Linked DNA regions of Mus musculus: regions 2, 3 and 4 are each linked to region 1. The links are chromatin contacts, called in public promoter capture Hi-C maps. All regions are on one chromosome and are shown on one strand. The core of a region is the stretch at or near the end of the contact, and the rest is flanking DNA. Distances in the headings are between cores, read along the strand shown. Region 1 holds the start of Trnau1ap (tRNA selenocysteine 1 associated protein 1). Region 2 holds the start of Themis2 (thymocyte selection associated family member 2). Region 3 holds the start of Srsf4 (serine and arginine-rich splicing factor 4). Region 4 holds the start of Smpdl3b (sphingomyelin phosphodiesterase, acid-like 3B).

What was found. Promoter capture Hi-C pulls out the DNA fragments that hold promoters and counts their contacts. Capture Hi-C pulls out chosen DNA fragments and counts their contacts.
Region 2: a promoter capture Hi-C map of adipose tissue shows a contact between it and region 1. The contact joins the promoter of Themis2 here to the promoter of Trnau1ap in region 1. A contact is called at or near these places in 1 of 39 promoter capture datasets (liver) and 1 of 9 other capture datasets (adipose tissue).
Region 3: a contact with region 1 is called in a promoter capture Hi-C map of pre-B cells, with 2.4 times the contacts expected there. The contact joins the promoter of Srsf4 here to the promoter of Trnau1ap in region 1. A contact is called at or near these places in 4 of 39 promoter capture datasets (the 3T3-L1 cell line, fetal liver, liver and 1 more), 1 of 484 Hi-C or Micro-C datasets (the G1E-ER4 cell line) and 3 of 115 datasets of contacts at active chromatin or transcription factors (embryonic stem cells, large pre-B cells and microglia).
Region 4: a promoter capture Hi-C map of second pharyngeal arch cranial neural crest shows a contact between it and region 1. The contact joins the promoter of Smpdl3b here to the promoter of Trnau1ap in region 1. A contact is called at or near these places in 2 of 39 promoter capture datasets (cranial neural crest and second pharyngeal arch cranial neural crest) and 1 of 115 datasets of contacts at active chromatin or transcription factors (bone marrow-derived macrophages).

The regions. Positions count from the first base shown.
Region 1 is chr4:132,327,976-132,331,257 of GRCm38.p6, reverse strand. Trnau1ap (tRNA selenocysteine 1 associated protein 1) reads left to right here and starts at 1,720. Exons shown (of 9, transcript NM_027925.3): 1 at 1,720-1,905; 2 at 2,692-2,789. The coding sequence starts at 1,879.
Region 2 is chr4:132,794,876-132,798,157 of GRCm38.p6, reverse strand. It overlaps Themis2 (thymocyte selection associated family member 2), which reads left to right and starts at 1,794. Exons shown (of 6, transcript NM_001033308.2): 1 at 1,794-1,898. The coding sequence starts at 1,805.
Region 3 is chr4:131,871,915-131,875,196 of GRCm38.p6, reverse strand. It overlaps Srsf4 (serine and arginine-rich splicing factor 4), which reads right to left and starts at 1,558. Exons shown (of 6, transcript NM_020587.2): 1 at 1,327-1,558. The coding sequence starts at 1,433.
Region 4 is chr4:132,755,649-132,758,930 of GRCm38.p6, reverse strand. Smpdl3b (sphingomyelin phosphodiesterase, acid-like 3B) reads left to right here and starts at 1,760. Exons shown (of 8, transcript NM_133888.2): 1 at 1,760-1,946. The coding sequence starts at 1,886.

The sequences.
Region 1 (3,282 bases), core at 471-2,970:
TTTCCTTGGGGGTTGTGTGGCACATCTATTCACCCCAGGTAGGGAGCCCAAAACACATGAAATTACAGATCCCAACAAAGTCTCATTTGGTGAACCAGTGAACTTACTGGGGATTACTTACTGGGGCAGAGGTGACACAACTTACCCAGCATGGGTGACAGCTCACTGTACAGCTTAGGAAGTCAGAGTTCCCTTTCTAAGTGACCCTGGTTTAGAATTCAGGCAGCTTAGCTGCTTTCTGCTTCCAGGCAGCTGGTCAGTCTTTACAGCTTCTCTGAGTCATGTCTTTGCAGCTCAGCCTCTAGGTCTGAGAGGGACTCTGCTTTTATTGCTTACTCTGGGGGGTGGGGGGTAGGGGTCCTGATTGGTCCGTTTCAGAGGCTTCTTTTGAGTTGTAGCCTTCCCTGCAGGGTGGAGAGATGGCTCTGATCTGATTAATAGCACTAGTTGCACTTGGAGAGGACCCAGGTTCAATTCTCAGCACCCACATGGTGCTACACAACGATACTAACTCCAATCCCATGGGACCCAAAGCATTCTGTAGTCTCTGAAAAACTTTTTTTTTTTTTTTTTACATTTGTGTGTACATGTGTGTTTGTCAGGTTCAGTGCAATGCACTTTTACCTGCTGAGCCATCTCACCAGTGCCTTAGCATCATTCATACAGTAACAGAAGGGAACAGGAAATTTATACTCATAGTTGGCCTCTGGTTTTCAGACTTGAGTTCTTGGCTTGGGGAACTTTCTAAGTTAAAGGACTTAGGATGAACTTGGTTGTCAGAACCAATCTGAACGCACAGGACCTTCCCACTCTGCTAAGTTGGCTACCAACTGGATGTTGAAGCATGGATACAACCACCTTAGGAGCTCTCAAAAACCAAGTTTACTGAGGGTTCTGTAAAGGTCCGTCTGTGCTTTGTGGTAAAGTCTTGGTGAATTGGATTAGAATAATAAACGGGGAAGGAGCCAGGGTTGGTGTCCTTCACTTGTAAAACTAGCACTTAGGAAGCTGAAGCAAGATTGCCAAGAGTTTACAGCCAGCCTAGATTATATAGCTTGTACCAGGGACCAACATGAAAACTTGTCTCAAGGCAAAAAAAAAAAAAAAAAAAAAAAAGTGTGGGGCTGGAGCCAAAGCTCAGCCGTTAAGGAAGGAATGCTTTGAGAAGACTGGCGTTCATTAAACAAACAGGCAGAAGCAAGTAGATCTCTGACTAGAGACAGACTTAAACAGGTCAACAAGGATTACAGAGACCATGCCGACGCCGACTCTCCCCACCCCCAACTACACACAAAACGATGGACTTTGAGTGTACCATCAAGAACCGTCCTTTAGTTCTCTCCACCTCAGGGCTTTAAGAAAATGAAGAATCCCACTACATCTTCCAAAAAGTCCTCGCTGGGATGCAGGGCAAGAGGACCACTGTGCGGCCGCGGCTCCTCCACAGTCCCTCGGAAGCTTATCCTCCGCGCTCCCAGAGGGGTTTCGGTCACTAGCTGTCCTTCCGTTCTTATGCTTGGTATTCCCTACAGAGAGCAAACCTTAACTCAATAATTATAGACGCATTTGCGCGGTTTTATTAAAGAGCGGGGCAGTCCGCCCACAGAGACCCTCTTCAGAGCCGGTGCCAGCTAGGCCTACTGTGCCCCAGCCGAGGCCACGCCCCTATCCCGTGGAGCCACTCCCTAGCCCGTAGAAGCAACGCCCCCTGGGGGGGCCGGAAGCGGCGGACAGGTCGGAGGAAAACCCGGATCGCTCTGGCCGCCGAGGCAGCGTGTGCGCAGGAGGTGCTGCAGGCTTAGGCTCCGGGCGGGCCGGGTCGCGCAGACTGGCGCGGTTGCGCGCCACAGGCCCTCAGGGTCCCCGCCCGGGTGCGGGATGGCGGCCAGCCTATGGATGGGAGACGTGAGTCAGGGTCGCCCCTGCTCTGAGGGGAACAAGAGGGTCTCGAGTCGTAGGGGGAGGAAGGGCCTGAGAGCAGAGGGCCTTCGGATCCCAGAAGGGTGGCCGTGAACAGGAAGGGTTTTGGTGACAGCGGGAAGCTAGATGGGGTGTGGTGGCCAATGCCTTACTCCCTGCACTTGGCGAGGCAGGAAGATCGTCACCAGTTCGAGACTCCATAGTGAGTTCTAGGCCAGCTTGGGCTTCGTAGCGAGACCTATTCACCCAGTCTTTGAAAGTGGAGTCTGGGCATCAGAATGAAGATTCCTCAGATGCTGACTCTATGGGGTAGAGGGTCTGGAATCCCCCTTTCCAGTTTGGAAAGATTTGGAGTGGGATGATTTGGGCGGATGGAGTGGGAGGAACCCCAAGAATTGTTATTAGGACTGGAAGCACAGGGAGTTCTATAAAGGGGAGCTATTTTATTTGTTTTTGTTTTTTCTTTTGTTGTTTTTGAGATGGGGTCCTTCACATAGTTCTGTCTGTCCTGGAACTCGTTATGTAGACTCACAGACTCCACCTACCATTGCCTCCCTAGTGCTGGGATTAACGGTGTGTGCCACGCCTCCCAGCAAGGGGAGCGATTTGAAGTAAAGGAGTTGGTTGGGACCGTTCCCCATTGCGTGGTAGGAAGCTTGGCTCTCTAGTGCTGTAGAGGGGGGTCCTGGACAGAGTGGGAGGGGCTCCACCCCTTACAGGGCTCCGGGTCATGGGCCTGAGCCTCTCCTCTCTGCTCTGGTTTTTATGCAGCTGGAACCCTACATGGATGAGAACTTCATCTCTAGAGCCTTTGCCACCATGGGGGAGACCGTGATGAGCGTCAAAATTATCCGAAACCGCCTCACTGGGTACACCTCCCTTTTCATCTTTCCGTTCAGTTCTCGATTAATAGAGCCTGCTGCCACTGTTATTCAAGGGAATAAATATGGCGGGAGTAAGAGCTTCTCGCCATCCCTAGCAGTAGTGAAAGAACCACAGAGGGTGGCTTACAGAGCAGAAGCGTTGAGTATTTCAGGTGTTGAGTATCCCAGTGATTCAGGGCAGGATGCTGGAACCTATTTTTGAAAACTGTTGTGTGATCTTTGCTAAGTTACTGTGTGTTTCATTTAGCTTTAGTTTATTTTGCTCTACGCTGAAACAAAGTCTTCCTGTAGTAATGTAGGCTGTAATGACAACCCTGCCGCTGCCTCCCAAGTGCCACAACCACAAGGTGTGCCAGCAATCCTGGCTCTTTTGTTTGTTTGTTAAATATTTATTTTATACACTGTCACTTTCTTTACATACATCAGAAGAGAGCATCAGATCCCATTACAGATGGTTGTGAGCCACCATGTGGTTGCT
Region 2 (3,282 bases), core at 545-3,044, 470 kb before region 1:
ACATTTTTTTTTTCAGCCACAAGGAAGTCAGTTTCCATTTCATCTTATTTCCGAAAACAGAAGACAAGGCATTAGGAGAAACTGCATTCCGTTTTTAAGCTAGGCTCTCATGACGACCATGTTCTTTGTAACCCAGGGATGACTTGAATCCTGAGCCTCTCAAGTGCTGGGATCACAGCCTGTGCCACGGCACCATTTTTACTTACCTATATCAGAGGACTTGAGTGTCCTAGAGAGATCGGTAGCCATCTCTGCATCACTAGAGGTGTCCAGACAGAGGTGTATCTGGGGATAGACAAGGCATGTCTTCTTCCTCAGACCCAAAGGGTAAGGGTGTGTATGTCCTAAGAGACCCCAACTACACTAGGGAGCTGTGTACCTTGTTTGAACTTGGAGTACTGTGGAAGAGGCATCTGGGGGCACATCTCAGCTGGGGAAGTGGGATCGTTTTTATCTGTTCAACATCTTCATGGTCTGAGGTAGTTAAATGGTACATGCCTGTTATTCCAGAACCTGGCAGGAGGAGGCATCAAGAGCATCAGGAGTCTAAGGAAGCCATTCTCAGCTACACAGTGGATTATGTGAAATCCTGCCTCAAAAACCCAAAACAAGGCAGAGGATGCAGCTCACTTAGTAGAGTGTTTGCTTTGAATCCATGAAGCCCTAGGTTTAGTCCTCAGCATCTAATAAAGTGTGTGTGACCACACTCATTTTAGATGGTGGAAGAAGGAAGATCAGAAGTTCAAGGTCATCTTCAGCTACACAGTAATTTAAGTACAATTTGTGCTAAGGGATACTCTCTCTGTCTGTCTCTGTCTCGGGTCTGTCTCTATGTCTCTGTGTCTGTGTCTGTGTCTCTGTGTCTCTGTGTCTTTGTCTCTCTGTGTCTCTGTCTCTCTCTCTGTCTCTCTCTCTCTCTCACACACACACACACACATACATACACACACACACACACACACACACACACACACACACACACACACACCAGACCTCTGGGTATCAAATTATCAAGTCTTGCCAGGTGTAACTGCACACGCCTTTAATCCCAGCACTCAGGAGGCAGAGGCAGGCGGATTTCTGACTTCGAGGCCAGCCTGGTCTACAAAGTGAGTTCCAGGACAGCCAGGGCTATACAGAGAAACCCTGTCTCAAAAAAAAAAAAAAAAAAAATTATCAAGTCTTGATGTTAGATCTGTTCGATGGAGCCAAGTAAAGAAAGGTGTGGGAATTGTCCTGGTTGTTCTTTGGTCAATTTGACCCAAGTTAGAATTATCTGGGAACCTCTGTTGAGAAATGCCTCCATCAGACTGCTTGTAGGCAAGCCTGTAGTGCATTTTCTCCACTTATGATTGGTGTGGGTGGGCCCAGCCCATAGGGTGTAGGTAGTGCCAACCCTGGGCAGGTGGTCCTGAGTTGTGTAAGAAAGCAAACTGAGCAAACCAGTAAGCTGTGTTTCTTTATGGCTTGTACCAGTCCCAGTCCCTTTATCTCTCTCTATCTGTCCGGAGTTTCTGTTCTGACTAACCTCTGTGATCCCAGAGTTGTAAGATAATAAACCCTTCCCTCCCCAAGTTGCTTTTGGTCATGGTGTTTTATCACATTAGAAACCTTAAGAAAAGATTCAATTTTAGAGATGAAGAGACAGGTCAGGGGAAATAAAGTCCCCATTCAAGAGTTCGGGGCGCTTCAGAGAACCCTGTAGGGCTCCCGACCTGAGGGGCGTGGCCTCGGTGGGCGTGGCTTCCGGACTGTCCTCTGCAAGCTGCCGATCAGTCTGAGCAAATCTAGTCGGAACGCGACCATGGAGCCGGTGCCGCTGCAGGACTTTGTGAGCGGCCTGGACCCCACCTCCCTTCCGCGCGTGCTGCGGGTCTGCTCCGGAGTCTACTTTGAGGGTGAGCGGGCTCTGGGTGGAAGGAGCTAGGTATGATGGGTCATGCCTGTAATGCCAACACTGGGGAGCTGTGGCGGGAGGATGAGTTCGAAGCTAGCCTGTTCTATAAAGTGATTGCAGGTCAGTTTGGGCTACAGAGTTAGACCCTGAGGGATCTGGGGTTGAGTTCAGACGCTGCTGTCCGAAGTTTTATGAATCCGCACCAAAAGGCGCCACCTCCCTGCTCTTCAGCTTTTGTCCCATGGGTGATGAGAAGTCCTGAGTTTAACTCAGGCTTTTTCTCAACTGAGGCTCCTCGGTAATGCTAACAGAAATTGTGTGGCAGCTAGGCAGGAGCGATCTGAACAGCCTAGGAAATCCTGTCTCAAGCAACAAGAACAATTATAACAATAAATGGACAAATAAGTGGGGATAACTCGTCCATCGTTTCAGACAGGCACTAGGGTGCTCACTGTCGTTATTGGGGTTGTTCTGAGAGGACCTTGTTTTGTAGCCCAGGCTGGCCTTAAGTTTGCAGCGATCCGTCTGCCTCTGCCTGAATTTGCCATGCCTGGTTCACTGTTCATTTTTCTTTCTTGCTCCCTCCCTCCGTTCTCTTTTATTATCTTCTTTCCCTTTCTGCAAGGATCCAACCCAGGACCCTGAGCTCTCACCACTAAGATATATTCCAGTTCGTTATTTTAGCACCAGATCAGCCCTCCCGCTGAACTCTCTGCTCCTTGCCTCTGAGTCTCTCTGTTCCTCTGCTGGATTCTCAGATGGAGTGGTCCTCCTACCAGGGGGATCCTTCCCCGCTTTTTGCCTGTACATTTGCTCCTTGCCCATGGCTTTCCGCAACCCATAGCAGAGAAGAGATGGCCATATCAGGACACAGCCACCAGTTACTGGCCAAATAACATGTGACCAGGGACTGACCACTTGGGTAAGGGAGGGAAGAAAAGGGACCGACCGGGCTGCTCTGTGGAGGGCAGAGGCGAGAGTGGAGGGAGATGCTGAGATTCAGGGCTCCTCCCTCAGACAGCAAGCTGTCTCATGGATGCCTGCTTCATTCTACTCCCTGGAGTGAGCGAGCCAGGCTCTGCCACAGCAGCTGCCAGCAAAGTGTTCTGATGGCCAAGCGGGTTATAGACTGACCTAGGAGGATCACACAAGGGCCACCACAGTGAGTCTCTCTGGTCCATCGGAATCTGATGGGTCCCTGAAGTGGGACTCTGGGAGCCTGGTCATTCTTTTCTCCAGCTCAGAACATCCTCCCAGCGTCTCTTGCTTACCTGTGTCACAATACCCGAGTTTCCTCATCTGCTATGACCTGGGGTGATGGGAAGTGGAAGGACTTGGGGTGACGTGAGGACAGACGGATGTCACAGAGTGTCGGTATGCAAATG
Region 3 (3,282 bases), core at 309-2,808, 460 kb after region 1:
AAGGTTTGACTCAGACTTATCTGTCTTCCAAACCCCTTGTTTTTCCCCTACAAAAGGGAGGGGGTAAGGGGGGTCGGTTAATCTCTCACATGTAAGGTTAAATATCACAAAAACAATACTCTCATGCCAGCTGGTTCGCTCTGTAAGAACAAAAATGAGAAATTGTCTTTGTGAATCGAATCCAGGATTCATAAACATTTTATCGAAGTCTTGTTCTCAGCAAGGAGAGTCTTTTAAGTGTCAATTATTCGAAATCTAGACAGCTTTGAGAACCTGCTGGTTCATTTGCCATTCATACTAAAGTGTATGTCTTCTCAAATGTCAATTACTACTGGTCTCATTGGACCAAACACAAAGTCGAAAAAAACAAAACAGGCAAGAAATAAACACAGCAAAAACCAAGGGTTCCCCTAACACCCAAGGTTTAGTGCTTCCGACGCCGTTCCGGTGCTTAATGCCTTTCAAGTCCTACCTAATAATTCTCAGCTCCCAAGCAAAAGATGCTCGTACAATCTCTAGGCATGACAACTCACCCGTTTTCCCCGAACCTGGTAGTCCCTGCTAGCCTTGCTTCGCCAAAGCAGATTAGAAATACAAGCCCAGATTGTACGGGGAAAGCTGTTAAGTAGGCAATTTGGAGATGTGTCTCCACTTGCACCAGCAGCCGACGCAGACCTGGCCAGGATGGCCCTTACCCACTCAAAAAATCCTACGACAGCAATCATTTTCCGGCAAGTTGGAGAGCCGAAACCACAACGTGGAAAACTCTGTAAGGACTCCCCAAGATAACGAGCTAGGACTTTAATTTACTCTCGGAAAGGGAGCGGTCAAGGCTTGAAGCGCGGCAAGCCAGTACTTTCGAAACTGTCACTGCACTACAAAAACTAGTGTCTCCCGCCCAAAGTGTGGCACGCGAAAAAGCCAGAGCTCCAGTCCTCAGAAACACACGCCGGGAAGCCTCTGGCCGGTCAGGCTGGGGAACGGGGAGAAGAGGGCCGGAACCCTCATCTGCTCCTGGCAGCCCCAGAGCGGGAAAGGGCCGCCTCGGACCCATAGTCCAGCGACGGAAACCCAGGCCTCCCCGGCGCCCGGAGCCCCAGTCTAACCCGGGCCTCCGTCCCCATTATCCCGCCACCACCCCCGCCCGCGCAGGCGCAGTGGGAGCCGGGCCTACCCGCGCCCCCGAGGCACCGCCGCCATGGCGGAGCGGAGGAGGCCGGCGGCGGCTTAGCGCCCAGCGAGCGCCGCGCTCGCGTCCCCGCGGCCTCCTAGCCACAGCCGCGGCCCTGTCAGCCCCCCGGCCGGCCCCTCCGCCGCCCTCCTCACCCGTTCTTCAGATCCACCTCCAGGATCTTCCCGTAGCCCTTAAAGAAGCGCTCCACATCGCGCTCCCGGGCCTGGTAGCTCAGGCGGCCGATGTACACCCGCGGCATTCCGGCGGCGGCAGCTGGCCCCGGCCCCCCTCAGGCGGCGGCCGGCGAAGGGAAAACGCGGCGGCGGCGGTAACGGGCGGGCGGCGGGACGGACGCAGCCGAAGCCCGGCGACGTACGCGAGCACGCAGCTCGAGAACGCGCGCCCCCGTCTCCCTACCCCCCCCCCCCCGGCGGAGGGGAACGGGAGGGAGCGCGCGCCCGCTTCCCGCCTGGTCAGGGGCGGGGGCGGGGCTTTACTGGAGGCGCGCCGGCGCGGGGCGGGACCTGGCCGAGTGAGCGACAGCTGCAGCACGTCCTCTCGCGAGCTCGCCGTGGCAGCGGCACTTCCCCCGGAAGTGCCTGCGCGGGTGCGCGCCGAGCGGGTGTTCCCGCCTTTGTCCTTTGCTCTGGTAGACTTTCTGTTTTGGGGTGGTTTTCGGTAAACGTCCCTGTGGGAAGTTAGTGGATCCATGACCTTGGGCCCATTTTCCTTTCTCTCGGATCTTTGAGTCTCTTTTATCTTCCTTGTACTTTCAGGGTTGTCTCTACAGTGTCGATACTAGGTATGTAAAAGTGTTCCAATAATTGGTTCGGTATTATTTTGCGGTGTTGTGGATCGAACTCAGGGCCATACGGATGTTAACAAGTGCCCTATCTCTGAGTTACATCTCAGATTTAATTTTTATTTTTTAAAGCACTGACTGCCAGAGGTCCTGAGTTCAATTGCCAGCAACCACATGGTGGCTCACAACCATCTGTAATGGGAATCGGATGCCCTCTTCTAGGGTGTCTGTCTAAAAACAGCTACACTGTACTCATACACATAAAATAAATCCTTAAACAAAAAAGTTCTGACTGTCCTAGAAATAGCCCTGTAGACCAGGCTGGCCTGAAACTTTGCCTGTCTGCCTATTGGCTGGGATTAAAAGCATGTGCCAAACTATGTCCGTTCAGTTTAGTGCCTTGTAGTTAGATTAAGCACGACAGAAAATTACTATTTTCTTTTTTTGTTTATTCATTTTGAGAAAGGGTTTTTCTGTATATCCCCGGCTGTCCCGGAACTCCCTCTGTGGACCAGGCTGGCTTCAAACCTGCCTGCTTCCCAAGTGCTAGAGTTAAAGGTGTACCCCATCTCTGCCAGCTCAGAAAAAATTTCTAACCTGCAAGATTATAATCTATAGATGTCCAGTGTATTGCCAAAATAACCAAATGTAATGAACTGTGCTGGGGCATGTGGGTGCTCAGTAATGAAAGGTTCCTTTTCAGCTTTGCCCAGGAATCACTGAGGGGTTTAGTCTCTTTACTGCATTTCCACTTTAACTGATGTGCTGGGTAAAGTTTTCTCTTCTGCATCTTCTGCTTTCCTTTCTAGAGGCAGTTTCTTAAGTATTCCTTTAGAAGTTAATTTACCATACAGCACTTGGCTTTTCTTTTTTAAGACAAGAACTTTCTATGTCTAATGGCCTTTGACTAACCTGTAAAAGCCTTTCTAAGAACTGTGATTGTCAATTGCAGGTGTGCATCACACCTGATTTTTTTTTTTTTTTTTTTTTTTTTTTTTGAGACAGGGTTTCTCTGTATAGCCCTGACTGTCCTGGAACTCACTCTGTAGACCAGGCTGGCCTCGAACTCAGAAATCCACCTGCCTCTGCCTCCCGAGTGCTGGGATTAAAGGCGTGCACCACCACGCCCGGCTTACACCTGATTTTTGTCTCACTATATTTTAGTCATTTCAGAAGCATATGAAAAGCACTTAAGACCATTTTGTCTTATAACACACTTTTTTATACACAGTAACTTACCTAGTCACTATTCTAGTGAAGAATTGAGACAGGGTCCAACCTTTGGTTTTTAGAATTGCCACAATCA
Region 4 (3,282 bases), core at 511-3,010, 430 kb before region 1:
CTCCACGGTTGTTAAGAGCCCTGGGTACTCATCCAAAGGACCCAGGTTCAATTCACAGCATCCAAACAGCAGCTCACAACTGTTGGTAACCCCTGTTCCAGAGGATCAGCCACCCTCACACAGACATACATTCAGGCAAAACACCAATGCACATAAAATAAAAATAAATTAAAAAAAAAAGATTTATTTAGGCTGGGCGTGATGGTGCACAGGAGGCAATCCCAGCACTCAGGGTACTCAGGAGGCAAAGGCAGGCAGATCTCTGTGATTTCCAGGCCAGCCTGGTCTATGGATCGAGTTTCAGGACAGTCACCCTGCTACAGAGAAACCCTGTCTTTAAAAAAGGAAAAGAAGAAGAAAAGAAAAAAATCATGTTTTATATATATGAGTATTTTCCATATATATATATGCATATATATACATACACACACACATATATATGCATGCATATATAATATATATATATATGCATGCACTATGGCACTGTGTGTGTAGTGGCACTGAATGCCCTGGAACTGGAGTTAAAGACCGCCTTTACCCTCTATGTAGTTGATGGAAACCAAACCTGAGTCCTCTGCAAGAGCAGCCAGTGTTCTTAACTGCTGAGCCATCTCTCCAGCCTCAACTTTGCCTCTGATCCTCTTCTTGGCTTCCCAAAGCTCCCAGCTCAAACATCTAAGCACAGCCTGGCTCCTGCCTGCTTCAGAGCCTCAGAAGCCCCCATCACTCTTTGCAAAACTCTTCCCCCTCCACTCTTCCTCCTGCCTCACTAACGCTCCTCTCCCACCTCCCACACAACCTGTTTTCTCCTGTGTTCATCAAGTTCAAGCTGGTTAGGCGTGGGAGTGTGGCGGTGAGCTAGACAGTTTGCCTTGCTTGAGTGAAGATCTGGGTTTCATCCCTGTACGGACAACAACAGGAGCAAAAAAACAAAAAGAACAAATAGAAATAAATAAACCACAAAAAGACAAAGCCCAAACCATCCCTAACTGCAAGGGAAAAAAAAAATCAAAACAAAGGGAGTAAGTTTATGTCATCTCCTTCCAGAAACCTCTCATCGCCTTCCTCAGACTTGAGTCACAGCTCTCTCTGTCTTCTCAGGTTAGGTAACTTGCTAAGGAGTGATTCAGCCCTCAGGCTCTCAAGGCATGTTCAGGGGGACAACACCATCTTATCTCCCTTTTGCCCAGTTTCTAGTAGTCCTCATCTCCTGGCACGATCAGCAAATAACTCTGTTTGTTGTTTGTTTGTAATATCGTTTCAGGTAGCCCAGACTGGCCCCAAAGTCATCAAAGTAGCCTAGGATGGCCTTGAACTCCTAATCCTCCTGCCTCAAGAGTGCCAGGGCTATCCTTGAGAGAGGGCTTGCACATCTGGTTTTAAGGCTAGCTTTTAAGGCTCTTTGGTTGCCACAGGTAGCTAATTCATTCATCCATCCGTGTTGCAGCTCTGCAAGGAGAAGACAGTAAGTCGATGGTGCTTCCTGCATTTTCTGGAGGCTGACTGAACCGAAATGCCTTCAATTCGACTAGAAAACTTTAAAGCGTACCTCGAAGATCCTATCATTTTGCTCCTAAGTACTTATGAATTTCTTTCGAAAAGTCGGGGAACTCCAACACAGCACCTTGCAACACAGATGCGGTTTCCACAGAGACCTACAAGCTATTCCAGCGCTCACTGGTGCGTCCCTCCTCCAATCAAGCGCACGCCCTGCTGGGCAAGAGAGGGAAAAGCAAGAGCAGCCATCCGCCAAGGATAACTTGGAACACTGGAAGCAGCCAAACGAGTAGTTCTGCCCAGACACGTGGCTGGCCACAAGGTGGGAACCCGCGGCGCAGACGGACTTGGAGGAGCTTCGGCCGCCCGCCGTGGGGGGATCCAGAGGATGACGCTGCTCGGGTGGCTGATATTCCTGGCCCCCTGGGGAGTCGCAGGGGCTCAACTAGGTAGGGCTGCGGGGGAAACCTGCTTGATTTTTGTTTCGTTCTAGGAACTGGGGCTGGGGTCTGTGCTGCCGGGAACCGTTCACAGATCGTGGCTTTAAAAGGAAAGTAGATTAGAGGTTGAAGCGCAGAGACTTAGCCATCAAGGCTGTTTGTGTGTGTAGCTCAGTTGGGAGACAGAGTTCAACGGCAGTCTAGGATGCATGAAACATTGTTCCAAAAGCAAAACCAAACCAAAAAGTGCTCAAGAGGATTTTAAGTGCCAGGGGCAGGACACAGACTTTGCCAGGGGGACAAGGATCTAGTACATGAAAGCTAGACACTGAGAGGGAGCCGGTGGTCGGGAAGATTCGCGAACTCAATCAGGACACTCAGATAGAAGGCTCTGAGGTACAGTGGTTGTTCAAATGAGCGCGTTCCATCTCTGGGACTCCAGAAAAGAAACACAAAACATTGCCACCGAGAGGTCCAGTTCCCCAAACCCATACGGTGGAAGGAGAAAATCTTATTTCTGCAATTTGTCTTCTGTGGTGTCTGTCCACCCAATAGATAAATGTAAAAGAAAACAAAACCAAACCTCAAACAAACATAAACACAAAAGCATTAGTTAGAAGCCCATCTCTGTACCCTGGATGAGTGTAGGAACCAGGAAGACAGAAAGAAACCAGGAAAAAAAAAAATCAGGACTTAAAGGAAGAAACATTCCCTCAGCTGGGATGACACGATAATCACAGTAATCCAGGTTTTGTTTTTGATTTTTAAAGGCATAGTATTCCAAGGTGACCTTGAAGGGGTTTTTTTTTTTCCCTTGAGATAATGGTCTAACTGTGTAGCCCTGGCTAGCCTAGAACTTACAATGTAGATCAATCTGGCTTTGTACTCAAAGATCCACTAGCTTCTGTCTCTCAAGTGTTGGGATTGAAGATTTGCGCTATCACACCAGTCAAAAGTTACACTTGCTTTTTGAATTACAACTCAGAAATAGGAGGTAGATGTAGTCCAGAAGATCTGTAAGCCACTGCCTAAGAAAGTTTATTGTTTTTACCTGTGTGAGTGTTTTGCCTGCATGTATGCACATGTGTGCCTGCTGCCCCATGGAGGCCAGAAGAGGCCATCAGATTCTCTGGGTCTGGAGTTAAAGACAGTTGTTGGTGCTGGGGAATTGAACCTGGGTCCTCTGTGAAAGCAGCCAGTGCACTTAACCACTGAGCTATCTCTCCAACCCCTGTGCACATGATATATTTTACATAATATCATCGCAACAGCTTAGCTTGTGAAGTATCTTTAATGTCCGTTTTACCCAGAAAAACTGACCTTGAGAGAGTAACTAGCCCAGGGT